Linked DNA regions of Hordeum vulgare: region 2 is linked to region 1. The links are chromatin contacts, called in public Hi-C maps. All regions are on one chromosome and are shown on one strand. The core of a region is the stretch at or near the end of the contact, and the rest is flanking DNA. Distances in the headings are between cores, read along the strand shown. Region 1 holds the start of LOC123448710. Region 2 holds the start of LOC123448711 (serine/threonine-protein kinase AtPK2/AtPK19-like).

Evidence for each region. A called contact is a pair of places that touch in the nucleus more often than the background predicts.
Region 2: a contact with region 1 is called in a Hi-C map of seedling, with 4 times the contacts expected there. The contact joins the promoter of LOC123448711 here to the promoter of LOC123448710 in region 1. A contact is called at or near these places in 3 of 6 Hi-C or Micro-C datasets (leaf and seedling) and 1 of 1 datasets of contacts at active chromatin or transcription factors (embryo).

The regions. Positions count from the first base shown.
Region 1 is chr4H:396,410,233-396,416,305 of MorexV3_pseudomolecules_assembly, forward strand. It overlaps LOC123448710, which reads right to left and starts at 2,526. Exons shown (of 7, transcript XM_045125685.1): 1 at 2,083-2,526; 2 at 1,863-1,937. The coding sequence starts at 2,511.
Region 2 is chr4H:396,581,038-396,587,110 of MorexV3_pseudomolecules_assembly, forward strand. It overlaps LOC123448711 (serine/threonine-protein kinase AtPK2/AtPK19-like), which reads left to right and starts at 2,878. Exons shown (of 7, transcript XM_045125686.1): 1 at 2,878-2,997; 2 at 3,900-4,864; 3 at 4,968-5,050; 4 at 5,130-5,250; 5 at 5,349-5,522; 6 at 5,631-5,738; 7 at 6,024-6,073. The coding sequence starts at 4,205.

The sequences.
Region 1 (6,073 bases), core at 1,276-3,775:
GGGCTATTTGGATTCATCAGCGAGGATCTAGATTGCACCGATATGGATATGTAAATACGGCAATTCTGAAAAGTGCCAATACGGGGATCCACTTGACTACTTTTTTAAACAATAAAAAAGATATGGTATCAATAAGCATAAAGCCATTTAGCATATATTTAGTCAGTGCAGTCCATTATCTTCTATCAGTGCAGTCCATTATCTTCTATCTTCTTATCCATGATTTCAACAAAAGCAAGAACCAACAGCCAACAAGTTCATGTAAAATTTCAGTTAGAGGGAAAGGGAGGAGGAAATCAGCAACCTTCCGTAAGATAGAATTCTACAGGAGGGAGCAGGAGCACCGGGGAAAGGCGCCCACCACCGGCACTAGTAGAGCCTGAGAGGTATCTGGGACGTATCGGGAAAGAATCAGTATCGGATACGGTATCCGATAAGGGTACACTGGTTGCTGGAAGTATCGATGTTTTCATGGCAAGGATATTGCCAGAAAATACAGGTAATATTGATGATTGATACTGATGACAAGTAGGCTGAGCTTCGCTGGCTGAGGAAGATGAAGAGGATGCAACAACAAACAACAATAACAAAGCCTTTAGTCCCAAACAAGTTGGGGTAGTCTAGAGGTGAAACCCATAAGATCTCGCGACAACTCATGGTTCTGGCACATGGACAGCAAGCTTCCACACACCCCTGTCCAAGATGAAGAGGATGCATTCTATTTTTAATCCATCTTCATTTTTCACGTACGGATAGGTTGGCACCAGGAACACTCCTGGTTCAGTGGGCCTTAAGAAGTCAATTGCAAAAAAAAAAAAAAAAATGTTTTCCGGTTGCTATGATAAGCTGGGAAATTTCCTTTAATAAATCAAAAACATATGTGTACGCGTGAATCTTAGATTAACCGAGCTTAGTTGGGTTGTGAATTCTAGTAGAAAAAGGGACTACAAGAGAAGATGAATGGTGAAGCTTTGTCTGACACCCTAGGCTAAAATCTGAACACAAAGCCCATCTTCGTAGCCGCTTTCACAACAGGTGTTATCCATTTCTTGCCTCCCCCTCACCTAGCATAGTCGGTCAAGCACAGCCTATCACCCTCCAGTCCCCCTCCCCCCTAGTGCGGCTGGCCACAGGGAGATTTGAAAACCACATCAGAACTTGCGCCAAGACATACATTATTTGAATAATATATGTATTCATCCATTCATTTATATTCATAGCAACATATCATCAATCATATCACATGCACTTGCCTTTCAGTTCAGGCACTAAATCATCAGGAAGAAAAACCAGTGTACTTCTCAATTCACTACACCTATGTACAAAATTTAGGAGTAACAGAAATGAGAAGAATCTGACAAGTGATAAATGAAAAGAAGACAAATACTACTTTTCACAACAAACTTGTTGTTTTTGTTTCTTTTAATTGGAAGTTGAAACTTCAAACGCACTCTAGAGGCTAACATCATCAAATACTTTCGAAACTTCATGATGATTTGGTGCTCAAACCATAAGTGGGTGAATGCCCATGTTTCCTAATGAATTATTTTAGTGCTCGTTAGTCATAATGCTAAATGACCCTTTAAAGTATTCAGTATCGCCTAAGCAAGGATGTAGCTGACCCTCTGTATGTCACAGTTTACGCATTATGGGAAAGCACCCACAGCTAATTGATCTGATATACGACAGCGGAATCCAAACTTCATGGAGGAAAGGCCCCGTTGGCAGCTAGGAAATGTGTGCCAATAGAAGAAGAGGAAATCACACCCACATCTGCCAATCACGCTAGAACATTAACACATTACACATTACACTAAACATATCACAGATATGACTTAAGCCCAGATAGAACAACAGCATACATTTGGTCTCGTGGTCGTGAACTCGTGATGACAGATAACACGGTAAGGCATTGCGTCATGATGGTAGATCGTGCCCTTCATGTAAGATGCGGGAACAACTAAATTAACAGACCACCACGAGGATGTGAACCGTAATTTGCAATCGCCACTCGTGAACTGGCCAAGTCACATCAGATGGCTTGGCCAAACGAAAACAGGTGCAGGGAGGAGGAGCCCGTACCGACGAGGCGTCGACCCACAGCTGAGACACGAACCCGAGGCTCCGCGCTGAGCTGACGCTGATCACCTGCTTCGCTAGCAGCCCCGACCGCCTCGCCATTTGCCTCCCCGTCCTCCTCCCGCTGCTACCAATCCTCTTCGGCTCCCTCTCGTCATCTTCCTCGTTAACAACCTCGTCTCCTCCTCCCCCCGTCACATCCACAGAGACCACCGCCTCCTCCTGCTCCTCGAGCTCCCGCTTCAGCGCCAGGAAGTCGAAGCTGGACGGCGCCGGCGGCGGATCGTCCCTTGCGGCCGCGCGCGCGACGAGGGCGCAGCGGAGCAGTGTTGGTCCGTGCGCGGAGGCGGCGCTGAGCTTTGGGTTTAGGTTTGGATGTGGCGCTGGCGCGGGTTTGCAGGGTGGGTGGGGGAGGGGCGCGCAGGAGCACATCGTTGGAGGGTCAGGAAGTGGGGAGTTCGAACTCGGAGACGATCGGATGAGACAATGGGATTGCGTTTGGAACCAGTCAGGCCCGGTAGGAAAAATTGACAAAAATGACCCCTGGGACGAAAGAACTCACGGATTGACTCCTTGGAAGAAATAATTCACCGGCCTGACCCTTTTGTGTGGCGCCCGACACCTAGGCGCCACACTGTACTGTGTGACGCCTAGAGGTTAGGCGTCACACCCCCGACCACGTGGCAGGGAGGGCCCCACCCCCAGGCAGTGTGACGCCTAAGCCTCGGGCGTCACACATTGTAATGTGTGGCGCCTGACCCTTAGGCGCCACACACTGACTTACAGAGCCACGGGCCAGCCCCCTCCCCACCCCCTTCCCCACCCCCTCCCTCATTCCCCTCCCCCAGCCCCTCTCCCAGCCATTGCCCCCTCCCTCAAATCCTTCTCTACATCACCAAATCTGAAGGTTTGGAGCGGGCATTTGTTGTCCAATCACTCCCCTAAGGTAATCCCCACCTCTTCCCTCATTCTCATCCAAAGGAATATCTTTTGTGTTCTTTTTTTTGCAAATTTGAGGAAACCCTAGTTTTTCATGAAATGTGGGATGTATATCATATTGTTTTATTGTTTGTATGTTAGGATAAGGGGTATGATGGGGTTAGGATTAGGGTTGTTTGGATGTGTGCATTATGGTTGTTTTAGGGTTAGGCTAGGGTTAGGCTATGGTTATGCTAGGGTTAGGGATGTTTGGTTGTGTTAGGGTTATGAGGGGGTTAGGGTTATTTGGAAGTTAGGCTATGGTTATTGTAATTGTATGATTGCTCATAAAAAGGTTCTATGTTTTGTTGTTTAGGTATGAGAAGAACATGTGTTTATGTTCATCACGTGGACAAGGATGCCTTTTTAAAAGGCAATATTGGTCCGGACCCGGATGAGCTTGACATGGTGTTCGATTTGTGTCCTAGCTATGCTGAATTGTTGGAACAAGTTCGAAAGGATTTGAATTGGATGGACCCTAGTGATGTAGTTGAGTTTGCTGGTAGGCATAATGTGGGATTCGGAATGCACATTCGTTGGAAGACCATGCGTGTCAACTCCGAGCAACGTTGGCTTGCATACAAGGATACGGTGGCAGAATCACTAGACAAGGCTCTAGAGTTATTTGCCATGAAAACAAATGTTCCTAACTTGTTGGATTTGAACCGGGTTTCCTCTTCGATTGTTGAAGCTATTCCTGCAACCATCAACGAAGAGGCCAGTATTGAACCTCTTTCTTGTGTTTATGAGGCTAACGAAGAGGTCAACATTGAACATGAACCATTGGTAGAGGCTAATTATGAGCACTATGATGATGGTAATGTTCTTCATGACAACAATCTTGGTGATTTGGACAAATATAATTTGCAAGAGACAATGGACCATTCCATTCCGTACTCACGTGGGTATGCCTCTGAGTCTGACGATGAGGGTCCCGATGAAGAAGTTGATGAGGAAGGGTTCACGGCAAAGGAGGCTGAAGCTTTCACGAAGGTATTAAAGCGTGATCACCGGACACCATTGTTCGAGGATCTTAGCATTGCGGATGAAGCCGTGGTTGACGGAGGCGAAGGCATATTGTTTGGAGTTAGGCCACCTTCTCATCGGGACACACATGGGAAGAATATTATTTTGCCGGGGTCAAAGTTCGAAACATTCTTTGAACTGAAGATGTGGTTGGATGAATATTCTGTTACGCATTACAGGCCACACAAAGTTGTTCATTCAAACATGAAGCTGCGTTACACGGTTGCTTGTGAGGATAGAGGTTGTCCTTGGATTGTCTGTGCAAGACCATGGAAAGGAGGGCCAGGATGGAACATTGTCAGTTGTATGCCTCACATGTGTCAAGGCAAGAGGGTTGATGGTGCCCTATCGTCGCAAAGCCATAGACAACTAACCTCCGAGTTCATCGCTTATAGGCTTTCCAACTCCATCTCCTCTCTTCCTACAATGAGCATAAAAAGCGTACAAGACCTTGTGAAAGCCCTCTTTCACTACGAGGTGAAATATGGTAAGGCATGGAAAGCAAAGCAAGCCGCATTCAAGATGTTGTATGGTGATTGGGAGGAAGCATACAACCGCATACCTAGGTTGTTGGGAGCTATTGCCCACACTAACCCGGGCATGGTTCATGTGGTCGAGCCGTATGGGGAGAAAACAAGGATTAAGAATGGAAATAGGGTTCGCGTATTTGGCCGTGCATTTTGGGCATTTGAGCAATGTGTGAGGGCTTTCCAGCACTGTCGTCCTTTCATCTCCATCGATGGCACGTTTTTGACCGGACAATTCAAGGGCACTTTGTTGGTTGCAATAGCAAGTGATGCCAATAACCGGTTGATGCCTTTGGCTTTTGCTTTGGTTGAGGCAGAGAACAATGTTAACTGGGAATGGTTCTTGCATATTTTGAGAACCAAAGTATTACCGTTTGAGAGGGAAATATGTGTCATATCGGATCGTCATCAAGGCATACTTAACGCGGTTGACATTGTCATTCCCGGTCATGCTCCTTTGCATCATCGATGGTGCATGAGGCATTTCTGTGCAAACTTCTACCGGGCATGTGGTAGCAAGGAGTTCGCGGATGATCTTCAGGATTGTTGTCAAGCATTTTCTGACAAACGATTTGCAAGATTGTATAATGCTTTGCTTGTAAACAAAAAACTTGATGCAGGTGGGCTTGAGTTTCTTAACAGGCACATTGAACTTCGGGCCAAGTGGGCACGAGCTTATGACGAAGATGGCCGAAGATATGGTCAAATGACCAGTAACATGGCAGAATGCTTCAACCGGGTGTTGAAGGGTGTCCGTGCGTTGCCGGTGACGGCAATAGTTCAATACACATTCGACAAGTTGAGAGCATACTTTCTAAAGTACTCACAAGAAACAGATGATCAGATTGCGGGAGAGAACAAGAAAAAGTATAAGTACCAGTTTCCACCAAAGGTTGACAAATGGATGGTATTTCAATCACGGAAGGCTGACTCCCAAACGGCTACCCTGTACAACAACGAGGATTGTACATACGAAGTGAATGAGCCCGGAGGAATGACAAACGATGGCCAGCAACACGGAAACAGGGCGTTCAAGGTGTCTTTATCCTTGTGTGATTGCTCTTGTGGGAGACCAAGGTTGCTTCATCTCGCATGCTCGCATTTGTACACGGCAGCTCGCAGTAGGAATGTGGACGTCAACCATCCACTAACCGTGAGGGAGTCCGAGTTCTCGATCATGACCACGAAGCATACATGGGCTCCTAGATTTGAACCATACTTTGACCAATCACAATGGCCGGAGTATCATGGAGTACAACTATGGCCCGACCCAGAGTGGAAGGTTGTGAAACTGGGAAGACGAAAGACAAAGCGTTTTAGAGGAGACATGGATGGATGGGGCCATGGTGGTGGCAGAGAAATGGGGAACAACCAATTCCAAGAGCCTACTGAGAGATCACAATGTGGAGATTGCGGTGTAACAGGGCACAACAGAAGAAGGTGTACGCGCGAAAGAAGAAGTC
Region 2 (6,073 bases), core at 1,628-4,127, 170 kb after region 1:
CGCTTTGTGTGTTGATCATCTTGATTTACTCTTTGTATGACGATCTTGATCAACCTTGTGTCTCTATGACCATTCTTTGGATAATACCTTGAATACCACCTTGGTCATCATATAAACTCCTTGAACCCAACAGATGGACTTCAAGAAGTGCCTATGGACAAATCCTATAAATATAACTTAAGGCAACCATTAGTCCATAGGAATTGTCATCAATTACCAAAACCACATATGGAGAAATATGCTCTAACAGTGCTCCTACCCAGCTACCGCCTTCAAATGGTGGCGCTTCATCCTGAAAGTGTTCTTCTATTTTTTTCCTAGGGAAAATGAATTCATATAGCAGAAGATGGGGACCGGAGGGTCTGAGTGGGCTTCACAAGGGGGCAGGGCGCGTCCCTTTGCTTTATGGGCCCATGGTTGATCTTCTTAGACACTTCTTTCTTCGATTATTTTTTATGTATTAAAAAATAAATCTACATGAAATTTCATGCCATTTAGATCTCCAGAAAATAGCTATATCTATTGTACTCCTTTTAGGTCCAGAATTCCAGTTGTCGATATTTTCCCTCTTCATGTTTATCTGTCAAATTAAGAGAAAAAGGCATAATGATTACATCCTTAAGTGTAATATTGATAAAAGAACATTATACATAATGATACATGCATTTTGCATCATGATTTACTTTTTCTTGGTCATTATTCTACTTTATGATACAATTATAATGCATTTTCTCTCTTAAATTGCAAGATCTACACAAAAAGGGAAATTGTCGGAAACTGGAATTGTGGATGTGGAAGTCGTGGCAAAAGTTGGGAATTTTCTAGATTCCAAATGACCTCAAACTTCGTGTATATTTTTTATATAATATATAAGAATTATTGGAATGAAGACCCACCGTAGGGGGCACCTATTGCTCCCAAGGAAACAGGGTGCGCCCACTCCCCAGGGCGCGTCCTAATGCCTTGGGAGACCCACAGGCTGCCTCCGGTGCCCCTCTTCTGCTATATCAAGGGTTTCGACCTAGAAAAAATGAGGATACTTTTGGGACGAAGTGCCACCGTCTCAAGGTAGAAATCTCGGCATGAGCCCTTTTGCTCTCCGGTAGAGCGATTCTGCTGGGGAAACTTCCCTCCAGGAGGGCTCATTAAGAAATTATTAACCTAGTCAAAATCAAGTGGCCGTGTTTTAAATTGAAGACCTCATCCGATTAAGCGGCCTCCAAACTTATGAAGCATAAGTATTACATAGATCCATGAGTGACCTAGTTCCATCTCCTCGAAAAATTGTTGATTTGATTAAAATCGGGTGACCCAATTCAACCTCCTTAAGAAATAGCTGACCTGATCAAAATCGAATGATCCAATTTTAATTGAAGACCTTAATTGAGCTTAGTGTTATAGCATGTTTTTTTAACACTATAGCGGATTGTTAGGAGATGTCCAATTCATGCACTTTTTACGGGAAGCAAACGTCTCGTGCGGTGGCAAAAGGAATGATATTTCATGTAATTGGGTAGATATGGTTCTTCCTCTTTTATTTCCGAGTTTTCATGTAATTGGGTAGATATGGTTCTTCCTCTTTTATTTCCGAGTTTCTCATGAACGACGTGAACATTTGCGTTAAACAATAAAATACTTCATTAGGGAGCGGCATCGCATTTTAGTCCTTCCGTGCGGGGGCTAGCTTCCATCCATTCCTTGCATGCATACAACATTACACAAGTATGGTATTATTAAATATTCTTTTGATTTTGCATTTTTTATCTTCCAAACCGTTATCTCAATTAATGATCCGCTTTCACCACTACTGACTTTTTCACGACGAGATATTCAAAACTAGATCTCATGTCGACATGTTTTGATAACTTTTGTTTTCGTCGGTACTTGCTAGATTATTATCACTTACTTGTCACATTATTTGTTATATAGTTCTCACATTAAATCAACTTGGTTATCAGGCTTATGAATGTTGATATATCCCACAAAAAACTTAATTGATTGTACTTATGCTGATTCATGCATTTACTTGCTTATTGTTAGTGTTTTAATACCCACTTTTAGCTTCACATAACATTGCAATGCGTAAAAAGTATTGTCCTGATAACTATGTATACTTTTTATGACAACTATACACCCGTAAGATGACAACTATAACGACATAAATGTGGCAACTAGGAACGATGAATTTTTTTTCAACGAAACATGTCAATATGAGATCTTATTTTGAAGGCCTCGTCGAGACGAACCTAACGGTAAAAGCAAATCTCGGATCAAATTACTAGTCTGTGAGATAAACCATTTTTAAAATTTAAAAAGACATATAATGCAATGATGTAAGCATGAGGTGGAAGATTTTTGCATGCACATGAGGCTACGCGAGCCGCTACATGAAAGAGATGTAGTGCGGCGATTCTCTATATAATTTCTCAACAATAAAATAGGCCATTATGGCATTTCCTTTTAAAAATAGAGATAAGACGTGAAAAACAAGATTCTTTATAGAACCTCTCTAACATACTCCCTTTGGCATGATCCGCAGAAAAAAGAAACTTTGACTCGGCTTATCCTAATGCACACGGCAGAGCTCTATCTCTATCCCTTTCGCAGGAGGGAAACCAAACCAAAAACTAGAAGCGACCTTGGCGCCAAACCAAGAGAACCCATCCCGTTTTGCGCGAGGAGAGCGGATTGACAAGCACCAGAATCAGAATGCCCGCGTGCCTCTTCCTTTCCCCCTCGTGAGTATGACAAGTGTGGCCCAGGTGGTCCAACTGGCGGCCCATCTCGGCGGCGCGGCATATTCGCCACAAGCCAACTCGCATCGCGAGCCCCCCTCGAGTCCACCAACGCGAGCCCGCCACGCGTCCCCTTGCAGTTACCGGAGCCCCCGCACCCCACGCGCCTATTCTATAACAGGAGCCCCCTCGCCGCCCCGCCGCAGGGGATCGCCGTGCACTCGCCGCCGCTTCCAGCCGCTCCCCCTCACCCTCCGCAAAGGTTCGTCGTCGCGGTCTCTCCAGCTCTCCCTTCCTCCGTTTCCTTACTTTTCTCCTGGTTTGCCAGGTCCCTTCTCGCGCACGCTTCTTTTACGCGTCCTTTTCCGATTATTTCGGGTGCAGTTATGGTTTTTGTGATTGCTCGTCGGACCGGTGAGCGCCGCGGGTTTCGCGGCGTACAATTGCGTTGGTGCCTGGGCGCGGATTCGTGGGTCTGTTAGATCTGCGCAGGATTCCCTTCTTTGGATCTGTGGCGCTCATAGGGGGCAGGGGCAAGTGGCCGATTTGGGATTTAGCCGATGCCTTGACCTCCCATGGTAATTGTGTCCTTGTGAGTGTAATTCGGTGGCATATTATGTACAAAAAAGTATGGTTTTGTAGGGTTAAATTTCGGTGTAAGCCGCGAGAGGTTTCGTGGATACGCGTTGCTGCGCAGTAAAATTGCGATCTCTCCAATAAGTTTGCTTCCCCTTCTTTTTTGTTTAGCTTTATTTTAACATGCGTTCCCATTCTTGGCAGATAGGAACGTCAATTTTAGTTAGGCTTCGTGTTTGGATAGGCACTAGATCGGGCATAGGATGGATGTTTCTCCCATCGGGGTTATTTCGAGGTACAGAGGTATCCTGTGGTTGTGTGGGTCTCATGACTTTTGGTGCTAAATTTGGAATGCTGTTGTTCCTCTGATTGGAAAACTAATTTCTTTACGTCAGTAGCAAATTACTTTTAGAACACACTTTACTGCCTTTACGTTTTGTCTCTGATAAAGATAACACGGTGCCCTACCGAAGCAGTTTGCAGATCAGCACATGGTTTTATACTCCGAATAATCCCAGTGTTCTTCTTAGCACAAGCTTCCTTATTTGTGAAATTGTTGAATTAACTATAATATCCTTCTGCGTGCAGCCCATAGACAAGTTGATCTCATGTATTCAGGAAGAACAGTGGCATCCAGAGTTTCCTGTTCATCGGGAAACAACGGAAGCTTCCCACCCTGCCTTCGCCCGGGATTCCTGGGATTTCCTGTTGTCTCTGTGAACTTCCACTTGTTCAAGGCCATTGTTCGCAGCCCTGCATCTTCCGTTGTCTTGGGTATTTGTGGAAGGAGCCTCCCTTAGACAGAGCTGCCCCATAGAATTGGTAGAGGGAAGTGGCACAGCTACTGTTAGCTGAAATCAAGATTATAGATTGTTGAATCTTGGTTCCTGAAGATGGTTTCCTCAGAGATGCCTTCTGTTACAACAGCCCACACACAACGCCCCAAGCTCTTTACAGGGATGATACTTCTGCCAAAAGGGCCTCCTGATGTTGTCCTTCCTGAAAATGTTGAGTTCGATTTTAACGATGTTTTTGGTGCTACGGCGGTCCATACCCCCACAGAAGTAAGCATCCTCACTCCAGGCAGCCCTGCACCTTTGGCCGAGTCGAATGAGGAGGTTTACAACGACCCTGTAGTCATTACCAAGCGATCTCATTCTCTTGTTGGCCCAACTTCACTTGTTAGCCAATCCTTGCCACTTAGTAAGCTTACTCTACATGAGTCAGAGAGCTCATTAGATCTGCTAGAGTGTCTTTCTAAAGAAAAGAAAAGTGAGCAGGGGGGTCTTAATGATGAAGAGCTCAATAATACAACAAAGGAGAATGAGGCTGTTGGACTCGACGACTTTGAACTCTTAAAGCTTGTTGGCCAAGGAGCATTTGGCAAAGTCTATCAGGTGAGAAGGAAATGTACTTCAGAAATATATGCAATGAAAGTCATGAGGAAAGACAAGATTTTGGAGAAGAACCATGCTGAGTACATGAAAGCAGAGAGAGATATACTGACAAAAGTTGATCATCCTTTTGTGGTGCAGCTGAGGTACTCCTTTCAGGTAGGTCGTTACCATTTTCTGTGTGTGCACTGTGTTTTCAAGCGTGGATATATTCTCCTAGTGTTATGCATCTGCCAGTACTAAAACCAAAACTTACTTGCAGACTAAGTACCGACTTTATCTAGTCTTGGACTTTGTAAATGGGGGGCACCTCTTCTTCCAGCTTTACCAACAAGGCTTGTTTAGGTAATTTAATTCTGTAGTCCTGTCTTTACACTTATCTAGATTTGACAACCTTTTAATTAAGCTTCTACTTGTCTGGTAGGGAGGAGCTTGCACGCCTCTATACTGCTGAGATTGTATCTGCTGTAGCCCACCTTCATGCCAATGGGATTATGCATAGAGATCTGAAGCCTGAGAACATCTTATTGGATGCTCATGGCCATGTAAGATCCTTTAATGTGTCTTCATATTTCACTTTTTTCTTGTCTTCACGTTATGACCGCCAGAGGGGAAATTTATTGACTTGAGTCTTCCATTTTAGGCCATGCTAACTGATTTTGGCCTGGCAAAGGAGTTTGATGAGAACACTAGATCAAATTCAATGTGCGGCACTGTGGAGTATATGGCCCCAGAAATTGTTCAGGGCAGAGGTCATGATAAGGCCGCAGACTGGTGGAGTGTGGGGATCCTTCTTTTTGAAATGCTTACAGGCAAGGTGAGTTGTTTGAGAGGAATCTTCTGACTAGAAATATCTGCATTTTAGATGAATTACCCGCTTTATATATTTTTCTTTGCACACTCATTATTTGTCTATATGTTGCAGCCCCCATTTTTTGGTGGAAACAGGGACAAGATTCAGCAGAAGATAGTGAAGGAGAAGATGAAGCTTCCGACTTATTTGTCTAGTGAGGTTCACTCTTTGCTGAAAGGGGTAAGTTCGCTACGTTCACCTTGAGTACATTGTGCAATCGGCCCTTTGCTTGTTTTCAGTGTCAACCCAGTTTGAGTTTGTGATCAAACTAAAAATATGGTAAGATAAGTTACTTCGGTCCTAGAGAAATAAAATCAGAGACCTTAATGCTTGTAGTGAAGCCTGATCCCTGGATGTCTCTTCTCGGAGATATGACTGACGGCTGATTCCTTTGTTAGTTAGAAGTAAATCTGAATGCCTTGTTGCTAATTTGCCCTTACTATTGCACACCGGTTTTTTTTCCAGCTACTGCACAAAGAAGCTGGCAGGCGACTGGGAAGTGGACCGGGCGGCAG